Regions from separate parts of the Pan troglodytes genome. Here region 2 is linked to region 1. The links are chromatin contacts, called in public Hi-C maps. All regions are on one chromosome and are shown on one strand. The core of a region is the stretch at or near the end of the contact, and the rest is flanking DNA. Distances in the headings are between cores, read along the strand shown.

Region 1 (7,442 bases), core at 2,121-4,620:
AGTCTGGGCGACAGAGCGGGAGTTTGTCTCAAAAAAAAAAAAAAGAAAAAAAGAAAAAAAAAGAAAAAGACTAGTTCTTCCCAGCATTGCACTAGGAAATTCAGGCTGGGTGCTGGAAGCGGCCATGGTGACAGTGAATATTGCACCTGGAAATCAGCTCCCGCACCCCTGCCCTGGAGTCCGCTGAGGCCTGGATTGGGAAGAGATAGGACCGACAGGCCCAGGGGCCCTCCCTGCTTCCCCACCAGGCTTCAGACCCTCAGCCAGGCCCTGCTGATGCCTCTGCTCTCCCTTGCCTGGGTGTGGTGTGTGGTGATGAAATTGGTGGAGGCTGAGCCCCAGATCCTATTATCCCCTCCAGGGTGTGACAAGTGTCTGTGACTGGCCCTGCTGGGACCTCCCCCAACTGGATCCTGAGGACAGGGGGTGCTCCTGAACCCATTCCGTATTCTTGACCCCCCTCTGGGCAGCGGGATCCTTCAGACCAGATTCCATGGAGGCCCTAAGCTGTGCCCCGTGGCAGAGTGGCCCTGATACCTCCCAAAGAAGAGTGACAGCAAGTGGTGTCACATAGACCTGCCTCAATGCTCGTCTACACCTGCCCCTTCAGGGTGGGGCAAAACAAGGCTCTGCAGACAGCAAGTGGGGACATGCCCTGAGAGGCTGTGCTGCTTGGCTGAGGTGGTGGCTGGCAGCACTGGTCATGCAGAGCCTTGGTGGCACCATGGACTCAGCCCACAGCTGGCTCGGACTCCTGGATCCGGTGGCTTCTGGGGTCTGGGCAGGTGGTGGGAGGTTCGGGGGGCACCTGGAGCTAAGTACCTGTGCACTGGCTGTGGGGAGCTGCAGGGCAGGACAGGGTTCCCACACACCCTTTTCCCAAACAGGTGCCTCCCTCCGACACCCGCACTGCGTCTACTGTTTTCCAGGAAAAGGCCGATGCTCTCGTTGAGTCAGCAGATCGAGGCTGCTGTCACCCTGGCAGCTCCACAGGGTGAGCCTGTTGCTCGCAGGGCCCAGCAGGGCCTGCCCAGGAGTCCCAGAGCTGGCCGGGCTCCCGTTACCTGCCCTGTACCATTGTTCCTGCCTGGCGCTTGGCTCTGCCTCTCTGGCTGTCCTCTCCTTCCCCACCCTCTGGCCTAAACATCACCTTATGCCCAAACCCAGCCTCTCTCCAGTTCCACAAATGTCAAACTGGCTCATCCCTGGGGGTAGGAATCAGCAAGAGAAGACCTGGATTGGAATTCCAGGACCACACTGACTGGCTGTGTGGCCTTGGGCAAGTTCCTTTACCTCTCTGAGCCTCCGTTTCTTCATCAATGAGAGGCAAATTGTCCTCCCACCATGTCATGCTGTTGAAAGGAATCAAGTGCCCAGCGCAGTGCCCGGCCTGCAGGACGTGCTCAAGAAATGGCTTTTGCAGAACACGACAGAATCTTCCCCAGCGGGACCTGTTCTCCCAGGGCCTGTGGGGAAGGAAATGGCGGGATCTTCTGCTCAGCCATCTTACATTAATCAGCATGCAGTCATCATGTTCACACCAGCTCTAATTGTTCGCTGCTGAAATGGGCTCGAGCTTTGGGGCTCTCACCTCAGCCAGCCCGGGGCTCCGGGCTTGGGCAGAGCTGGTGCATGGAGCAGGTCTGGGGCTCCTGGCATGAATGAAGCTGAAATGTGGACAGGTGCAGTCGGGATGTGGAAGAACCCAGCCTTGGGCAAGTCCCTTTACCTTTACTCAAAGAGGAGAGTGGGTGAGGCTGCCCGGGGTGGGGGGCACTGGCCGGGCACCTGCAGGTGGGGAGGCCTGGCCATCTCTGGAGCAGCTCCGGTGATGAACTTTGGTCAAAGAACTCGTCCTAGAGGGTTTGTCCCACACCTGCTTCTGGTCTTAGCACGTGACCCCTGCTCCAGATAGGTCCTTCTTGTTTGTTTTGGGCTTGAGAGGAATTAATGAAATTGTTAGGGTAATTGGCAGCACGGCGGGCACCATCCAAGACTGGCAAAGGGGGGCTGGGAGGACCGAGAGGAGAGAGCCTGGCACACGGGGATTGCTTAACAGATGACGGTGAAGAGGGAGGGGTGTGTAAGTGGCGGATGGCATGTAGGAGCGAATCAGTGAATGAACAGTGAGTGAGTGACTCAATGAACGCGTAAGCTGGAACCTCAGTAATAGCATTGGCCAACACTCGTGTAGTTCTCACTACATGTGCAACGTCGTTCTAAGCACTTCACTTGTAAAACTCATTCAGTCCTCTCAAAAACCCTGTGAAGGAGGCACTATGATTACCTCTGTATTTTTTTTTTTTTTTTGAGTCTCACTCTGTTGCCCAGGCTGGAGTGCAGTGACGAGATGTCAGCTCACTGCAACCTCCGCCTCCTGGGTTCAAGCAATTCTCATGCCTTAGCCTCCCGAGTAGCTGGGATTACAGGTGCCTGCCCCCACACCTGGCTGATTTTTGTGTTTTTAGTAGAGACAGGGTTTCACCATGTTGGGCAGGCTGGTCTCGAACTCCTGACCTCAAGTGATCCATCTGCCTTGGCCTCCCAAAGTGCTGGGATTATAGGCGTGAGCCACCGCACCCGGCCGATGACTACACTTTACAGAGAAGGGACCAGAGGCACAGAGAGGTTAAGTAACTTGTCCAAAGTTACACAGCTGGGAAGTGACTGAGTTCAGACTAGAACCCCGGCAGGCTGGCTCCGTAGTCTCCAGGTACCAAGCACCTTCAGGATCATGAAGAGAGTTCAGAGCAGAGGGGATAGGAGGATGGATTCCTCTTTTGCAGTCTCGGCCTTGAGACTCCAGGCTTCATGTCATTCAGTCTGTCATTCATTCATGCTGCATAGTCGCTGGTCAGCCGCTTACTCACTCACGCACTCACTGAGCGCCGGCTCTGGGAGTGTGAAGCGGGGAGACTTGTAAGATTCTGTCCTCCCCGGTCCTAGTTTACCTTTCAGGGCTCAGTTCAATGCCACCTCCTCCAGGAAGGCCACAGGGCTCTAGGCTTCCCCTGATCTCCCCAGCTAGGCAGTGCTTATGTTCTCAGTTCTTGGAATACCATGGGTGCTCAATAAATGCTTGAGGAGGCATCCTGTTGCTGCTGAGCCTTCTCCTGGGGTCTCGTGGCTTTCCCAGCTCTTTGTCCCTTCCTGTCCTCACCCCAGCCAGGATGCTCCTGTATCTGGACAGAGCCTGGATCCCCCCACACCTCCCATGACCTTCCCATACCACCAGCGGAGTGGAAACTCCCCGAGCACTGGGTCCAGCCGGAGGCCACGGTCAGCAGCGCTGGGATTCACCCCTGCCCTGAAAGGGAGGGACCTGGGCCCGCCCGGGCTCAGCAGCCAACAGCAGCCTCTTCCTTCCCTGGCGAAGTGTTTGTTTTCAAATTCCTGAGGCCTGCGTCACCCCCAGCCCTGTGTCCGCTGGCCCCGGCTGCCTCTGCTTCCTTCCTCCGCTTGCCGGACCAGGCTGATCTGTGGGGTGGGGTGCTGGGCCAAGCCTCTCCCGCCCATTGCCCACCAGCTAGGGCCAGAGCCTCGAGCTGGCTGACTGGAGAGCCCCAGAGGTTGGTAGGACATGGGATAAGGGAACTCAGGACCCCTCATCCCAGCCCCTCTGGATAGAGCAGGGAAATTCCAAGTCTTTTTGCTCTTCAGGGAACAGTGCAGGCTGGCAAAGAATCATGGGCTGGTAGCCGGAAGTAGCTATCTTCATCCCAGCTATCTTCTGGGTTAGCTGGGATGGGGAAGTTCTGAGCAGGGCACATGCCCCTAAGCAGGCCTGGTCTGGGCCCAGAAGGCCTGGTGCAGGTCAGACTTCATTCAAGCTCTCTTCCTGGCCGGGAGTCTTTTTTTTTTTGAGACGGAGTCCCGCTCTGTTGCCCAGGATGCAGTGCAGCAGCGCGATCTCGGCTCACTGCAACCTCCACCTCCTGGGATTACAGGCGCCCACCACCACACCTAGCTAATTTTTGTATTTTTAGTAGAGACGGGGTTTCACTATGTAGGCCCGGCTGGTCTCGAACTCCTGACCTCAAGTGATCTGCCCGCCTTGGCCTCCCAAAAGAGCGGGGATTACAGGCATAAGACTTTGCATCCAGCCAGCGCTGGGAGTCTTGAACAACTAGGGCAGTGGGGTGGGTTTCAAACTTGACCTCATGTGCATCAGAATCAGCTGGGGTGTGTGGTAAATGGGCAGACGCCCAAGCCCTGGCCTCTGAGATTCTGATTCAGGGAGTCTGGGATCTCAGGGATCTGAAGTTTTGGCTTCCCAGGTGATTCTGCTGCCAGAGGCCCAAACTGTGGAAAGCCAACGCTCAAGAACGTGAATAACACACAGCCAGGCCCAGCTCTCCCACTCACATGCTGCTGACCTTTTAGAGCTGCACTGGCCAGTTCTGTAGGTACTATTTAAATCTAGAGGCCGGGCGCAGTGGCTCATGCCTGTAATCCCAGCATTTTGGGATCCAGGGTGGGTGGATCTCTTGAGGTCAGGAGTTCGAGACCAGACTGGGCAACATGGTGAAACCCCATCTCTACAAAAAGCACACAAAAAATTAGCTGGGTGTGGTGGCGTACACCTGTAGTCCTGGCTACTCAGGAGGCTGAGGTAGGAGGCTGGCTTGAGCCCAGAAGGCAGAGGTTGCAGTGAGCTGTGATTGCGCCACTGTACTCCAGCCTGAGTGACAGAGCGAGACTCTGTCTCAAATAAATAATTAATTTAAATTAATTAAAATGAAATAAAATTAAAGTCAGCTCTTCAGGTGCACCAGACGCATCTCAAGTGCTCAGTAGCCGCGTGCAGCCAGTGCGGAGCAGATGTAAAATGTTTCTATCCATTCATCATTCCATCCACAGCAAGTTCTTCTAGACTGCTGTTCTCCAATGTCAGTTTCACAGAGGCAGAGACTTTTGTCTGCTGTGTTCATTGCTATATCCACAGCATCTGACTCATGCCTAAAACACAGCAGGGGACCAGTAAATTTTTTTTTTTTTTTTTTTTTTTTTGAGATGGAGTCTCACTCTGTCACCCACCCAGGCTAGAGTGCAATGGCACAATCTCGGCTCACTGCAACCTCCACCTCCCGGGCTCAAGTGATTCTCTTGCCTTACCCTCCCGAGTAGCTGAGACTACAGGTGTGCAGCACCACGCCTGACTAATTTTTGTATTTTTAGTAGAGACGGGGTTTCACCATGTTGGCCAGGCTGGTCTCGAACTCCTGACCTCAAGTGATCTGCCTGCCTTAGCCTCCCAAAGTGCTGGGATTATAGGTGTGAGCCACCATGTCCGGCCCAGTAAATCTTTTTCATTTGTGTTTTTATGGTGGTAACATATATGTAACATAAAATCGACCATGTTAAGCGTTTGGAAGTGTACGGGTCGGTGGCATTAAGTGCATTCACACTGCTGTGCAACTTCGCCACCGTCCATCTGCAGAACTTTTTCATCATCCCAAACTGAAACTCTACTCAACAAAAGCTCCCCATCAATCAATGTTTTCTAAATAAATGAATAACCTTGGCCGGGCGCGGGGCTTACGCCTGTAATCACAGCACTTTGGGAGGCCGAGGAGGGCGGATCACCTGAAGTCACGAGTTTGAGACCAGCCAGGCCAACATGTTGAAACCTTGTCTATTTTTAAAAAAAGTACAAAAATTAGCCAGGCGTGGTGGCGGGCGCCTGTAATCCCAGCTACTCAGGAGGCTGAGGCAGGAGAATCACTCAAACCCAGGAGGTGGAGGTTGCAGTGAGCCAAGATTGCACCACTGCACCCCAGCCTGGGCGACAAGAGTGAGACTCTGTCTAAAAAAATAAAAAATAACAATAATAATAAAAAAAAACCTTGGTCAAATCACTTCCACTCTCTGGGCTTCAGGTTCTTCATTTACAAAACGGGTAGCACATGCGTTCCCACCCGGCAAGTTCTTTGCAAGGATTAAATAAGATGAAGCATGCGATTAGCACAAGCCCTGGCACACAGCAAGTGCTCATCAAATATTAGCTGTTCCTGTATTATTATTACCTCATCAGGAAGTCTTCCCTGAACATTCCACACCTCCTTGTTTTCTAAACTCTGCAAGACTAGAGCGCACCTCATTCAAGGCAACAGAAACAGAGTCCGCTGCTGCCGGTGTGAATCACGTGGGCGTGTTCTGTCTCCAGGGCGTGGACTGTTGCTGGTCCTTTGTGTGTCAGCTAGCCTAGTTCCTCAGCTAGCCAAGGTTCCCCAGCCCCGATATCCCGCAACAACCCCCTGAGATGGGGAAAGGAGTTGGAAGGAACCCTTATGTGGGTGCCATTGTACAGATGGGAACGCTGAGGCCCATGGTACCGAGGAAGCCAGTGCCAGAGCCAGGACTCAAAGCAGGCATCCCAACTCCAGTATCCTTCAAAAACACCACCCAGCACAGGGGAGCCGCTAACTGAAGGAATGGGTGGATGGATGAATTAAAGTAGTCAGGCTGAAGGGCCCCATTTTGCAGCTTTGAAGAAACAGGCTCAGGGAGGTTAAGTGAGGCGCTGGGTAAATATTTATGGAATTGATCATACGTGGTCAGAGGGCAGGGCAAGCTAGCCAGGGGCTCTGAACCTGTAGTACCTTTAATCCCTGCCCCCAAGGGACAATCAGGACAGTTTCTTGCCCTGGACAGGAAGTTGTCATGATGGGGTAGAAAGAGACGCTAACTCTTGGCCTCGTGAGGGAAGGAAGGCATTTCTTTGGCTTTGGTGTCAGACAGGCTCAGATCCGTCACAGGTCCTGAGACACAGGAGGAGTCTTGCTAAGCTCTTAAAATTTCTAAGCTCCAGACCCTTCTGAGACGCTATAAATGCTGTGGCCTCCAGCCAGTGGTGAGCTGGTAAATGTTTAACAACCTGCTTTCTAAAAGGAAAAGAGAAAAAAAAATGAAAAGGGTAAAAAGAAGGCCAGGTGTGGTGGCTCACGCCTGTAATCCCAGGACTTTGGGAGGCTGAGGCAGGTGGATCACTTGAGGTCAGGAGTTCGAGACCAGACTGGCCAACATGGTGTAACCCCATCTCTACTAAAAATAAAAAAAATCAGTCAGGCATGGTGGTGGGCACCTGTAATCCCAGGTACTTGAGAGGCTGAGGCATGAGAATTGCTTGAACCTGGGAGGCTGAGGTTGCAGTGAGCCGAGATTGAACCACTGCACTCCAGCCTGGGCGACAGAGTGAGACTCTGTCTCAAAAAAAAAAAAAAAGGAAAAAGAAGAGTGTCACTGCTGATTGTTGTGGTGTAAATACTCCCACTACAGTTGACTTCAAGCAACCAATGAAACTTGGCTTGCAAAATGCATGAAAATGGAACAATCTACTCTCCCTGAGCCTGCAAGAGCCAACTGGGCACACCACTCAGTGTAAACTCAGGCAAATGCTTCCTCTTTCTGTGCCTCATTTTCCCTATCTGTAAAGTGGGTGG
Region 2 (7,442 bases), core at 2,259-4,758, 110 kb after region 1:
CCCTGACCCAGCGCTATTTATGCACGTGGCTCCTGCAGCGTCCCCGCCCCACCCCCAGGGCTGCCAGGGCAGGGCCTGGTCTGATTCATCGCTGTAATGGTTGGCCTTGATTAATCTTTCTCTGATCAAACCCTGCAGCAGCTCCTCTTCACGCTCCAGTGCCCAGCCAATCAGGGCCAGGCACTCAGGGCTGATGCATGCTCAGAGCAAGGCCACCGGAGTGGGGGTTCTGCCTGGATCCCCGAAATCATGGCAAGAGAATGGGCTGCTAGGTGTGAAGGGCACAGCCTGGACACTCTCTCCTCTCCACTCTAGCCCAGCAGTGGCATGGCAAAGAGGGCCCTGGGGGCGAGCAGTGGAAGGTCACAGGGCAGATGGGCTATGGGGTGAACTGGGAAAGGACAGTGTGGCCCCAGGGAGGACAACCACACAGCTCAGAGCTGTCTGGACATCGTCCACTTCAGCAGAATTCCAAGGTGAATGTGAGCGTGCAAGGAGAGCCACCGGCCCTGCGTGGCCTGGTCTCAGGCTGGTGCCAGGGCTGGGCTGAGAGGCAGGAGACCTGGGTTCTAGTCCCCACTCTACCACTGATTTGCTGTGTGACCTTGGGCAAGCCCCTGCCCCTCTCTGAGTGCCAATGTGTACAAGGAGAGGATTGAGTCAATGTGGAACTGACCAGCATGAACACCAGAGGCTGGAGAGCCAGATCTCCAGCCCAGCCACATCTCTGAGTGGGTCAGCAAGGGACCCTAGGTGAGGCCACTGCCTTGCCCTGCCCTCCTGTCCCTGGCTTAGGCTAAATGGGGCACAGTGGGGTGACCAGGCATCCTCTCCCCTGTGAGCTGCCCTGTCGTCTTCTCAAGTGTCCTCCCTGTCCCATCTACCCCCAAAGCTGTCAGGCTGCCAGCAGGGAGCATCAGCTGCCATGACGGAGCATCCTGCGTCATAGTGAGTCAGAGCCCTCCTTCCAAGCCAGATCCAGTCACTCCGTGACAGGAAGAAGAGAAGGACACCACTGCCTTTCCAAGCCCAGGCCACACAGGACGGGACCCCAGAGCCTGGCACAGGCAGATCCGCCTTTCCTTCTCCACACAAGGGCAGGCACACACCTGGCACCAGGGCATCCAAGGTGATAGCAGGCTGTCCTTTCTGAGCCACCCTCTCCAAGGCCAGACCTGGAGGGTACAGTTGGGGGGCTCTGAGCAACTGTGAATGAATACAGCGCTGACTCAAGGATTGGCACATTTGTCTTGTTCACACTGGCACACAGTAGGTGCTTTATATGCATCTGTTGAACGGAAGTTCTCAGACTTCCCTGTGGCTGTTGGGAAGCTGTGGTGGAGTAATAACACATCATACCTGTTTGTGTTCACTATCACTATTATTTATTTTTAGTCCTAAGTTGAGTACCTACTACGTGCCAGTCATTTTGCATATATTCATTTCATCAGCCCTCACAGCAATCCCACGAGGTGAGATTTTTACCCTAAGTTAACAGATGAAAAATCTGAGACTCAGAGAGGCGAAGCAACTTACCCAAGGTCGCACAGCTTGTGTGAGCTAAGCCCTCATTCACCCAGGTCTGCTGACACCAGGGCCAGGCACAGAACCTCTCTCCACCCGGACTTTACTTGGCAGACAGCACCTAGCTTAGAGAAAGAGAAAGAAGTCAGCACCCACTCCCTGGCTCAGCTGCTCTGGCAGTGCGCCCTGGCCCAGATCCTGCCCCTTGAGAGGCCTCCAGCCCTATCCCACGCTGCTGCCTCAAACCTTATTCATTCTTTTTTTTTTTTTTGAAACAGAGTCTCACTCTGCCACCCAGGCTGGAGTGTAGTGGCACGATTTCGGCTCACTGCAACCTCCACTTTCCCGGGTTCAAGCAATTCTCCTGCCTCAGCCTCCCGAGTAGCTGGAATTACAGGCTTGTGCCACCACACCTAGCTTTTTATTTATTTATTTATTTATTTATTTATTTTGAGACGGAGTTTCTCTCTTGTAGCCCAGGCTGGAGTGCAGTGGCATGGTCTTGGCTCACTGTACCCTGGGTTCAAGCAACTCTCCTGCCTCAGCCTCCTGAGTAGCTGGGATTACAGGCGCCCACCACCACCATGCCTGGCTAATTTTTGTATTTTTAGTAGAGACGGGGTTTCACCATGTTGGCTAGGCTGGTCTCAAACTCCTGACCTCAGGTGATCCGCCCACCTCGGCCTCCCAAAGTGCTGTGATTACAGGCATGAACTACTTTGCCAAGCCCACACCCAGCTAATTTTTTATATTTTTGGTAGAGACGGAGTTTCACCATGTTGGCCAGGCTGGTCTCGAACTCCTGACCTCAAGTGATCTGCCTGCCTTGGCCTCCCAAAGTGCTGGGATTACAGGCGTGGGCCACCGCGCCTGGCCCCTCCTTATTCATTCTTCAAAACACTTCTCTGCTGCCACCAGTGAACCTGGCTGCCTCAACTGGAAAACAGACACAAGAGTGCCTGCCCTGCCTGATGCACAGGTGGGCATGAAGGAGAGAGCGAGATGCTATGTGTGAGTGAGGGTCTCAGACACTGACATTGAGTGCTATGTGCATGGGAAATTTTGCTAAAGGATCTTCACACCTCAGGAGCTGGGATGTGTGTGTGTGTGTGTGTGTGTAAATGCAAGCGTGCTTCAATGTGAGTGTATAACTGCCATTGTGTGGGTGTGAGTGGGTATGTACACATGGGAGACTGTGTATTCATGTGTAGGTATGTGAGTGTGTGTGCGTGTATGTAAATGCAAGTGTGCATATATATGTGTGTGTATGACCATCAGTGTGTGAATGAGGGGTATGTACACATGGGAGAGTGTGTGTGTAGGTACGTGCGAGTGAGTGTGAATGACTACAGAGGCCGTCCAGGGCTGGGGAAAAAAACCCGTGCCTCAGTTTACGCTGCCCTAGACAAGCCCTGAGAGGCAGCCTTGCCCCCCTCTTCAACCATCGCTGGAGACCCTTCATCCCGCCGCCAGGCCACCAGCGCACTATCTACCCGCACTCTCTCTACCCCACCTCTGGGCATATATTATTTTGCATATGTTAATTTCAATAGCTCTGAATGAGGCGCTGACAGTCAAAAGTCGCTGAATTCACAGCTTAGGGCTCTCAGGCAAGGCCTCTAACTTCTGCGAGCCTCACTTTCATCCTCTGCAAAATAGGCCCAATGAACCTGTTGTTCTTGCGCGCACCCCTCCTCGCTCCCAAGCCTTCGTGCCCAGTCGTCGTTGTTGTGGTTAAATTCATGTTGTTTACTTTGTGCCCCAAATGCCAGGAGTCTCCCCGCCCCCTCCGTCCCCTTCCCTGACCTTCAGCCCTGGCAACCCCGGGAGGTGGGGGAGCCCCGAAGGGACAGAGATGGCCCTCCCGCGCTCTGCGGCCACAGGTGCGCCCAAGCCTCCCGGCTGCGCTCCCCCGGGCCCCGCCCGCCGCGCCCCGCGGTGTCGCCCTCCCCTGGCAGCGGCGGGCACTGCGCGGGAGGCGGCGGCGCGGGAGGCGGCGGCGCGAGGCGAGCCGGGCGCGGCGGCAGCGGGGACGACCCAGGCTGGAGCTGAGGCCGAGCTGAGGGCGCCCGAGCCCCCCGCCCCGCGCGTCCTCTGGCTCCGCAGCGCTCAGCCCCGGGCCCGCGGAGACATGAACGCCCCGCGGCCCCACGCACCCCGGGCGCAGCGGCCCGGCCCCGCGGCCCCGTGATGGGCTCCTGCGTGTCGCGAGGTGAGGGGGCCCGGCCGGGGGCGGGGGGATCGGGTGCCGGGGACCCGCGCAGTCCCCTCGCCGCTCGGAGACCTGGGGGATGGGGCTGGCGACCCGCCCTTCACGGCCCCGCCGCACCCCCGGGGACGCGGCGTCCTGAGGGGGACAGAGCTAGGGACGGTAGGGGGCGGGGGCAGCGCAGAGAGCGCACGTGCAGAGGTCACCGCATCCCCGCCCCAGTTTGCAGCCCCGCAGGTGACACGAAGCAGGGTCCCGTGCCGTGCCGCGCTCTCATCCCTACAGCCACACACCCCCTGCCGGGTGCCTGGGAGGGAAGGGGGCTCTGGTTCTTCCTGGCTTCCCGGAGGAACTGCGGGCACCGGGAGAACTAGCAGACCCTCCCTTTCCCACCCCTCCCCAAGACACAGGTCTTACCAGCTCACCCCCACAGCCCCTTCCCACGTCTTACCGGGTGCCCCCATCTGCAGAGCCCCTGAACCCTGTTGGCAGGAAAGGGTTAATGGTGGGGCACAGGTTATAAAGAAGGTTCCCCTGCCCCCTAATCCTCCTCCCCACCCCCATCCTTGGACAGGGGACAGAAGGGCCAGAGCACAGCTGATGTTCCCAGTTACCCCTGGGCCTTTCTCTCTGTGTCTGACCTGTCACCCTCCACTCTCCCCCACGTGGTACCCAAGGAGGTGGAGGGGACCTGCCCTTGCCTGGGGGCCCAGGGCAGGCCCCAGCCTCTTCTATCTGTGAGTAGGGGACACACAGTCTTGCACAGAGATTGGGGGATGGGCAGTTTGGTCTTTGGAGCCCCCTACCTCTACCTCCACCCCCACCCATCACCACCAGCTTTCCAACAGGCGGTTGGGCAACATTTAGACAAGCGATTGGGCTGAGCCCTTCTCCCACCTTGGTCTGTTCACCCCACAGTGGGATCAGGGGGGTGTGACTGGGAGTGGGGGTGGCTTTGGCCTTGGTTCAGGCTCTGCAGGCTGAGGCCAAACCCACTGACCACCACCACACCCATCACCCCTAGTAGCTTACCCAGAATAGAGGGGACCTTGTCCTGGGGGTATTGAGCAAGGAGCACAGTGACCTTCCCCCATCCTCTGGACTCGAAGGGCTTCTGCTCAGGAGTTCCTGTGGGCATTCAGGTAAGTGGCTCAGGATGTCTCTGGGAGGTATCGGGGTGGAATCCCGGCTGGGGAAGGGGAAGGTACAGGGTCAGGCTGTGTGGGGTTCCTTTACTTATCCATGCATTAAGCTGATATTAACATGATAGCTGCCGTGTGCCAGGCACCGTGTGCATGCTGGGCATCCAGCAGCAAGGAACCCAGCACAGCACCTGGTCCGGGAGGCCTGCAGCCTAGCGGGAGGGGAAGGAAGCTTGAAGAGTGAGGAGTGCTGAGGGTTCTTTAGGAGCACCAGGCTCCAGAAACCCCAAAGGTTCTAGGCAGTCTCTGGCTGGGGCCAGCTCCAGGTGGAGGGGATCTGAGTGTTTCCTCAGTGGCCGTGTCCCTTCCCCTTCACTTGGCCACCCCATGTCAGGCACCTTGGGGTCCCAGCCCAGAGGGACTGGCCTTTGAACTGAGAACCCACTGAGCATGGGACAGAGGCCGGGGAGGAAGAGACGCCTGCTAAGGTCACCCTGAGAGGCTGGGGCCCAGGTCCTCTGACCCCACACCGGGGGCTCCCTCCACCGCCCCCTCTGCCAGGGCTCTTTGGGGCCACAGCAGCCAAGATACGCTCTCTCCACCCTTCCTTCTGCAGCCTGGGCTTCCTCAGCGCCCCCCAGATCTAATTGTATAGTCCAGCCTTGTCCCCCTCCTGAGAGGACGGGGCCCCTGACAGTCTCAACATGCATCCAGGAAAGTTGGGTTGAGGTGAAAGGAATATGGGGAGCCACGTGGGCAGGGGACGGCCAGGGTCCCAGAGACTCTGGGTGGCTGCATCACTGACCCACCCAGCCCTCTCCTCATCACTGATGCTCTCCGAGTGCATACTAGTCTGAAAGTTTTAGGCAGATAAAGCTAGTTTGGGTTATATATGAACACAGTCCCTATCTTACAAGTGGGAAAACTGAGGCAGAGGGCAGTGGAGTGACTTGTCCAGGGCCACACAGCTAGGATAGTATAAGCCAAGATTTAAACCATGGCATGCTGACTCCACAGCCTAGGGCCTCAGTCTCTGCACTCACAGCCAGCCCTCGGCCCTGGTGCCTGCACCTGTCTACTCTCCTGGAGCTGCAGGCTGCTGTGGGCTCCTGAACCCCCCACCTGGCCCCTGCACCAGCAATCAATTGCTAATCATAGCCTCTGAGCGCTCAGTGCCTCCTAGGCCAGGTAGGCACTGCTACAGAAGGAAGGGTGGAGGGAGTGCGTCCACCCTTGGCCAAGGCCAAGGATTGCAGGCCTCAGGCTGATGCCCATACTGAGCCCAGAGCTTGCACCCAGCTGGGGCCACCCAGCCAAACCCCAAAACCAAGGTCAGGCCACACCTGGGAAAATCACCCCATCCCAGCATCGGTAGCAGTTAGCGTCTGCCTACTTGGTAGAGAGGCTAGGAGTGCAGAATACGAAGCAGGGCTCCACCATTTACTAGCTCTGTGACCTCAGCAAGTGACTTGACCTTGTGTGTGTATCTCAGTGTTCCCATCTCTAAAATGGGAATTATAATAGTATTGATGTCATAGGGTTGCTGGGCGGACTAAATGGCTTAATTCATGTAAGGCATTCAGACCAGTACCCAACACATAGTAAGCACTCGTACATATTAGCTATTGCTCTCATTTTTACTTTTACTTTTAATATTGTATATATTATAATAGAGACAGGCTCTCACTATGTTGCCCAGGCTTATCTCGAACTCCTGGCCTCAAGCCACCCTCCCACCTCGGCGTCCCAAAGTGCTGGGATTACAGGTGTGAGCCACTGCACCTGGCCTTTAATTTTTATTACCTGTCTGTGCAGACAGCTAATGCGGGCCTTCATGTCTGGAAGGGGAAACCTACAGAGGTTTTAAGCCACATCCTGCCTCATGGGAAAGGCAGCGGGTGGCAGGCACTCGAGGTGCTGAGGACATTAAGAAAGTGATTGGGACCAGATTAAGGCAACAAACGCTGTTTCCAGGAGCTATTTTGTGTTCATTATCTATTTTTAAGCTACCGTTTGTTGAGCGCTTATCCTGAGCCAGGCTGAGCCTTTGCTCTCCTGACCTAGTTAGTTCTCATTCAACCCTGTGACAAGGGACGTGGGGCTCAGAGAACAGGAGGGTCTTCCCTCAGGTCACATGGCCAGGGCATGGAGAGGCAGGACTTGAATCCAGGTCAATGTGACCCCAGAGCCTGAGTGTGGAAACCCCGTCCTTTGCTTTCTTATGTCCCTATATAGAGAGAGGTGCTATGGCTCACGCTTATAATCTAAATACTGGGAGGCTGAGGCGGGAGGATCGCTTGAGCCCACGAGTTCAAGACCAGCCTGTGCAACATAGTGAGACCTCATCTCTACAAAAAACTTTTAAAAAATTACCTAGGTGTGGTGGTGTGTGCTGGTAGTCCCAGCTATTTAGGAGGCTGAGGCAGGAGGATGGCTTGAACCCAGGAGGTCGAAGCTGCAGTGAGCTGTGATTACTCCACCGCACTCTAGCCTGGGCAACAAAGACCCTGTCTCAGAAACAAAAAGAGGTGCTAAGTATATGGCCAGTGCTTAGAAAAACAACCTCT

What was found. Hi-C and Micro-C count contacts between places; a contact is called where the count stands out from the background.
Region 2: a Hi-C map of induced pluripotent stem cells shows a contact between it and region 1, with 4 times the contacts expected there. The contact joins the promoter of LOC107966262 here to the enhancer-like site in region 1. A contact is called at or near these places in 5 of 7 Hi-C or Micro-C datasets (blood, induced pluripotent stem cells, a lymphoblastoid cell line and 1 more) and 1 of 1 other capture datasets (stem cell-derived neural stem cells).

Annotation. Positions count from the first base shown.
Region 1 is chr1:215,021,906-215,029,347 of NHGRI_mPanTro3-v2.0_pri, forward strand. No RefSeq gene overlaps it. Among named protein-coding and RNA genes, the nearest start is that of EPHA2, 26 kb to the right of the region's middle. Within about 2 kb of position 3,371, at least 8 of the 24 cell types and tissues checked have an H3K27ac peak or open chromatin away from gene starts, as enhancers often do. A contact at or near this core is called in induced pluripotent stem cells, stem cell-derived neural progenitor cells and stem cell-derived neural stem cells, where this site is marked.
Region 2 is chr1:215,128,144-215,135,585 of NHGRI_mPanTro3-v2.0_pri, forward strand. It overlaps LOC107966262 (family with sequence similarity 131 member C), which reads left to right and starts at 3,509. Exons shown (of 7, transcript XM_024356597.2): 1 at 3,509-3,736. The coding sequence starts at 3,715.